2 separate regions of the Callithrix jacchus genome follow, and region 1 is linked to region 2. Evidence: chromatin contacts called from public Hi-C data. All regions are on one chromosome and are shown on one strand. The core of a region is the stretch at or near the end of the contact, and the rest is flanking DNA. Distances in the headings are between cores, read along the strand shown.

The links. Hi-C and Micro-C count contacts between places; a contact is called where the count stands out from the background.
Region 1: a Hi-C map of induced pluripotent stem cells shows a contact between it and region 2, with 4 times the contacts expected there. The contact joins the promoter of ZNF385A here to the enhancer-like site in region 2. A contact is called at or near these places in 3 of 3 Hi-C or Micro-C datasets (induced pluripotent stem cells and skeletal muscle).

The regions. Positions count from the first base shown.
Region 1 is chr9:65,158,484-65,161,566 of calJac240_pri, forward strand. It overlaps ZNF385A (zinc finger protein 385A), which reads left to right and starts at 1,511. Exons shown (of 8, transcript XM_002752556.6): 1 at 1,511-1,583. The coding sequence starts at 1,574.
Region 2 is chr9:65,108,389-65,111,522 of calJac240_pri, forward strand. No RefSeq gene overlaps it. Among named protein-coding and RNA genes, the nearest start is that of ITGA5, 22 kb to the right of the region's middle. Within about 2 kb of position 1,408, at least 3 of the 16 cell types and tissues checked have an H3K27ac peak or open chromatin away from gene starts, as enhancers often do.

The sequences.
Region 1 (3,083 bases), core at 261-2,760, 50 kb after region 2:
GGTGGTAGGTCAGACCCAGAGCAGGAGGACCTCCTCTGCTGGACCCAGAAACCCTATATCCTCTCCCAAGGCCAGACTTGGTGTCTGAGATCTCTGCCTCTCTGAATCAGAACGAGCCTAAGGCATTGGCACTCCCAGCATTCTCTTGCCCCTGAGCTGGAGTGTCTTGGCAGGTACAGAAACAGGTCTCTTCTTCAAACCAGATTACTAGGGTGAGGGCAAGAGATTGCTGGAGCCCAGAAACAAAAACTCAAACTTCCTGCACCCTAATTGACCATTCAGTCCCAATTTCCCTCCAGAACCCAGGCGGTCTCTTTCCCCTTCCTAAGCCGTTCCAAAACTTCAGTCCCACCACCCTTTCACCAACTTCTTCCCCTCAGCTTCTACCTCCCTAAACTCCAAACGTTCCAGTTCCCACCCACTTTTCCTCTGGTTGGTGTTGGCCTGAAGCTGGCTGTGTGGCATTCTGGGAAATCCTCCTGCCCGCCTCCCTCTTGAGGCAGGTACAGACAGGTCCAGGCTCCGTCTTCCCCAGACATCTGCAGTCTCCCAGACTCCAACCTTGTACAGGGGTCCCTTAAGAATGCCTCCCAGTGGCCTGTGCTTCCTCTCCCTCCTGACATTCTCCCCAGCTCATACATTTTGCCCTACCCTCCATCTTCCCCTCTACTTCACCAAACGTGTGCCCCCGGCATCAGTCCTCCTCAATGGAAGCTCGCCTTAGTGGGCCATGCCTGGATTTAGGCCCTGGATAGATGCTCCCCCACGCCACACCACCCAGATCCAGGTCATCTCTACAAGGTGCCTCAGTTCTGGATCTTCTGTCATCTCCCAGTTTCCTGGGAGATGATCTCGGTTACAAGCTTCCATTTCCACCTCCCCAGGTCCAGAGATTGCAGTCTCTTCGCTGAGACCTTCCCTGAGGACCCAGGCATTCAGACCCCAGCCAGAACTCAACCTGGGATCCATCTTCAACATCCCATTTCACCTCAGAGGCCCAGCACTCAGGCATCCTCCTCCAAAGCCAGAACAACAAACTGGGACCCAAACGATTTCTGCTGCACTTGCCCTGCCCCTGCTCAGCCCATCACTCTGGAGGGAACCAACCTAGGTGTCCCACCCAACCCAAGTCCCATCGCCTCCAAGAGTACTTAGGCACCCTCCCTCTCCCCACCGCCCTTCCACCCCACATCAGCCCAGAACCAGACTTCCCGCCCTCAGACTCAGCCCTTCCCGGGAACCCAGGCATCCTGGTTTCCAGCTTTGTCCATCACCTCACACCGTCTTCTAGACGTCCTGTTCCCCCAGCCCTGGCCGCAGTGACACAGTAAACCCTGGAGGCCCGCAGGCAGCGAGAAGAGGGCGGGAGGAAGCCGGAGGGGCCAGGACGCCCCCTCGCGGAGCCCTGAGTGCCCGGGTCCCCTCCTCCCGTCTTCACCTGCTGCGGGCCCCGCCCCCGCTCCGCCTCGGCCGGCCTCCGCTCCTCCCCGGCTCCTCCCCCCGTACCCCCAGCCCGGCCAGAACGGCCCCCGGGACAGAGCGACGCGGAACCCCGGGCGCCTGGGTCCCCAGCATGATCCTCGGTGAGTGGTCTCTGCGACTCCAGGCTCCCGGCTCCTGGGTTCCTCTCTGTGGGTCACCTACCGCCCCCCCATCTCCCGGCACCGCGGTGACTGCGGCCGCCCGTCAGCGACTGGTTCCCCCTCCCCCTTCATCTGGCTCCACATCTGGGGTCCCCTCTTCCCCTCTTCCCAGGCTGCCGCTGCTCGGGGGAATCTAGGGAGTGGTAAAGCGGGAGGTAGATCGGAGTAAGACCCCCGCCCCATAATTAGAACATTGCGTATTCATGAGGCTCATGAATATTATATGCCAGTCTACGAGAGGCTGGGTGGGGGGGCTGGTCCTGGCCTGGTGGAGTTGGGGGAAAGGTTCTGACCCGTCTCCCGCCCCAGCGTCTTCCCCTACCCTTAGCTTAGACACTCCGGCATCCTTCTGGGCCCAGGATAAGGGGGAAAGGAGGAAGTGGGGGGTGGAAGGAGAAGATGGTGGGTGTAGCTTCGAGGTGAGTGTGGTGGGAGGTGGGAACTGAGGGCCGGAGATAAGAGGGCTGAGCAGAAGAGGGGGTGGGAAACTGTCCATCCAGGGCTCCTGCGGCTCAGATCCTGTCTCCACAGCCATCCTGCCCCAACACGCCAGGACCTGCCCCTCTCTCCCTGCTCTAGCTGCCTGAGTCCCTCCTTCCTGTCTTCCTTCTTCCCCTACACCCCTGCCCTGGGCCGGGGGCACCAGGAGAGACAGGGGCAATGGAGAGGGGAAGGATGGGGGATGGGAACTCCCGCTGGGCTCTGACAGCCCGTCAGCCACAGCCACCCCATCCTCATGACCTACATCATGAAGGGAGCCCCAGGGGTGGGGGAGGAAAGGGCCTAGCTGTGCTGTGGACTCTGCATCAGCTCCGGTTGCAGGCCCCTGCCCTCCACCCTGCCTCCACAATAGTTCACAGGCCTGCTCTGACCTCTGCCCTCCACCCTGGCTAGGCCAGTTTCTGGGATCTGTTTATGGTGGGAGCCCCGCAACCAGGCCCAGACACCTGTGGTCTCCCTGCCCCTGGCTGAGGACACCTGGCTCCATGCTGGTACCGGGGGGCTTAACTGACTCCTGCCCTCATCCCTCTTCTGAGTCCCTCTGCTATTTGTCTTCCTCTCTTTCCTTCTTTCATTTAACTGCCTATTGACTACCTATTGTCCTTCTGCCCTTCCTCCATCTCTTTTTTTCTCCTCCTCCTGTGTGTCCTCAGTCTCTCTGCTGTATGTCTTAGCCCCCTCCACCTGGCACTCCACCTATCCATTGAATGGATGACTGAACAAAGGCATGAATGGCTGGTTGTCTGCCTCCTTCTCAAGAGTATCTCCAGCAGGGGAAGGTATTGCCCACCTTTCTATGAATACCACCCCACCAACACACATTGCACTCAGTCCCCCAGAGGACAGGATCCACATTCCTCCAACCTGTGTGATCCCTGCACCCTGGCTCCACCCAGGGCTGGGCCTGAGAGGCAGCACTGTGCTTCTCCAGGATAGGCT
Region 2 (3,134 bases), core at 158-2,657:
AATGGTAAACACTCAGTACATTTTAGCCGTAATGAATAAACCGAAGATATATCATACAAAAATGACATAAACTGGCCGGGCCTGGTGGCTCATACCTGTACTCCCAGCACTCTGGGAGGCTGAGGCGGGCAGATCACCTGAGGTCGGTTCAAGACCAGGCTGATCAACATGGAGAAACACCGTCTCCTAAAAATACAAAATTAGCCAGGCGTGGTGGTGCATGCCTGTAATCCCAGCTACTTGGGAGGCTGAGGCAGGAGAATCGCTTGAACCTGGGGGGCAGAGGTTTAGGTGAGCTGAGATTGTGCCATTGCACTCCAGCTTGGGCAACAAGAGAAAAACTCCGTCTTGAAAATATTAAAATAAAAAAAAAAATGACATGAACTGTATGTAGTACAAGATGATCCCCAACATTGCCTTAATTCCTTATTGATTCCTTCCCTTTAAAATAAAAATTTGAAAAACATTTAAACGGCCTATTTTAAGTGAAAATCAGACATCCAAAAAATAAAAAAGAAATGACTGCTTCTTACTTAACCTAGTTAAATGATCAGCTGGAAAAGGAGAGTACATTTCTGGATCTGATGTAAATTATTTTCCTAGTGCTGTAATCTCCATGAATTGATATTATTGTGCAGCCTGATCAATTCTGAGGCTATGTATTGACATGGTCCCCATTTCACCAGTAAAGGATTCATTTGAGAGCTGTCGTTATATATATGACCTTCACTTCTGAAGATATGGCCCAGGGACTTTGATGAATAGCTAGCCTATGGTTTCAGCATGGACAAAATGATCGTTAAGGGGTTCTAATGGAATTGTCTTTACTAGTGAGCATGGGAAGAGAATTACTGGTGGATGCGAAAAGAACAGTAGAGGACACCCCCAGTCTCTCCCATATCTGAGTCAGGTGGCAGACAGAGAGATGAGTAAAAGGCAATTCTTTCAGATTTCTTTCCCCTTTCCCTAAAGCTAAAAAGGACCCTATTATCTAACCCCACCTACCTGCTGTTTTCTGTTTATGGGCATAGGAGGTGAATAGAGTTTAACCACCCTATACCCAAGGCAACTGAAGCAGGGAAGTAAGGCTCTCTATCCAACCCCCGAGAGATTTTTTTGATAGAGAAAGCAGTGTATGGGGCAAATTGTACCCAAGTCTCCCTAGGTACCCAGTCTCCCTGAAGAGCCAGTCAATCTGCCCCCATAGCCTCAACAGATTCTGAGAAGGAAGGATTTAACTTTGGGATAAAGGTGGAGTATTGATGAGGTTTTAGACTCCATGCTAGTTCTAAAGAAAAACTGAGACAGTGTTGTCAATCTCCTTGGTGTCCAGTAGGTGGAGATATAGTCTAAGGTTGTCTGGGACTGCAGTGGAAATTTTAGGGCACTAGGTAGCTTCCAGAGTCTTCTGAAGTCTGTGGGGAAGAGGAAGCAGGGAGCCTTTTGGCTTCCTAGTCCACACATCCTAACCTATACATACCTCCCTTCTCTGCCTTCGCTTTCTTAGACACTTTGGCCTGAGACTGAGATACATACCATGTGTGACCTGTCAGTTTCTGGTGTTAGATTAGGGAGGAGTGACACCAAGCACTCTACAGTGTGGGAAGGTTGGGAAGAGGGAGATTACAGAGATGTTTGGAGAACTTTCATGAAGTCCAGGTCCTGTGCTATTCAGCACAGATTCTAGGTTGCCAGTAAGGTGTCCTCCCTTCTGCCAATCTGGAAATGTCAGTATCTTAAATCCTTGGAGGGACCACCCTCCTAAAATTCTCACACATATACAAATCTAAAAGTGACACAGACCAGGAATAGCAGACCAGACAAGATGCAGTATAGGTATTCAGCCAGCCATCTGGCATCCATGGACAGCAGACATCAAGTTAATGCGTCAGTGGACACCCTGCCTGCCAATGGGCACTAGGCCATGGCCACCAGTTGGGTACAATCAGCCTGCCAAGGTGAAGGGCATCCCACAGCATTGTGCCCATCAGCTTCCCTGCCACAAACTGAATGGAGCTTAGAACTGGAGAGACCTCCTGCCTGTGGAGAAATAGACTCACTTCCTCATTGAAAACAACAGGGGAAAGAGAAGCAGGGAAAGGGGGCAATGCTCTATTTTGCCTGAAAATAGTAGCAACGTCTCTTCGTCCTATCCTTGGACAAGAAAAGTCTGGAAATTGACCCTTCCCAACCCAGAATTTGGAAGTTGGGAGTCAGTAGGATTAAATGGAATATATGATAGAAGCTGAGTGAAAGCAAATGTGGCATGATGGAAAGCGCTGATTTGGAATAAAGACACCTGAATTCTTTTTTTTTTTTTTTTTTAAGAGACGGGGTTTCACCATGTTGGCCAGGATGGTCTCGATCTCTTGACCTTGTGATCCACCTGCCTCAGCCTCCCAAAGTGCTGGGATTACAGGCATGTGCCACCACCCCTGGCCAAGACACCTGAATTCTATCCCACATTAGCTGTATGACCTTGGGCAGGTCATTTTCTTTCTCTGAGCCTTGCTTAAAATGAGGACACTGGGCTAGATGACATCTACAATCTTCCTCCTCCAACATCTTCTGTTCAGCTGAGAAGTAATTGACTTTGCCTTGTTGAAGGTGACCCGCAGAACCCCATGTGACCCCATACATAAGCTCTATCTGAGCTAAGGGAACCGAGTACTAACGGAGTGGGGGAAATGAAAGTTCTGAGTTCCCAGTGTCCCTTTCTGATGTCTGTTTCTCACACTGGGACCCACTACAGGGATTTGAATATCAGAGATCCAGATCTCCTAATCTTCTATGTAATGAGAAGGCTGGAGGCTCCAGTCAGCCTTGCAACCAAAAGAATCTAAAACTACTATTTCAAAAAGGAAGTGATGCTCATCTGGGTAATATGTATTATATTAATATATATCAAAGCCAGGCACAGTGGTTCACAACTCTAATCCCAACACTTTGGGAGGCCAAGACAGAAGGATTACTTGAGGCTGGGAGATTGAGACCAGCCTAGGCAACGTCGCATGAGCCCTGTCTCTACCAAAAGTAAAATTAGGCCAGGTGTGGTGGCTCACGCTTGTAATCCCAGCATTTTGAGAAGCCAAGGCGAGTAGATCACCTGAGGTCAGGAGTTCTAGACCAGCCTG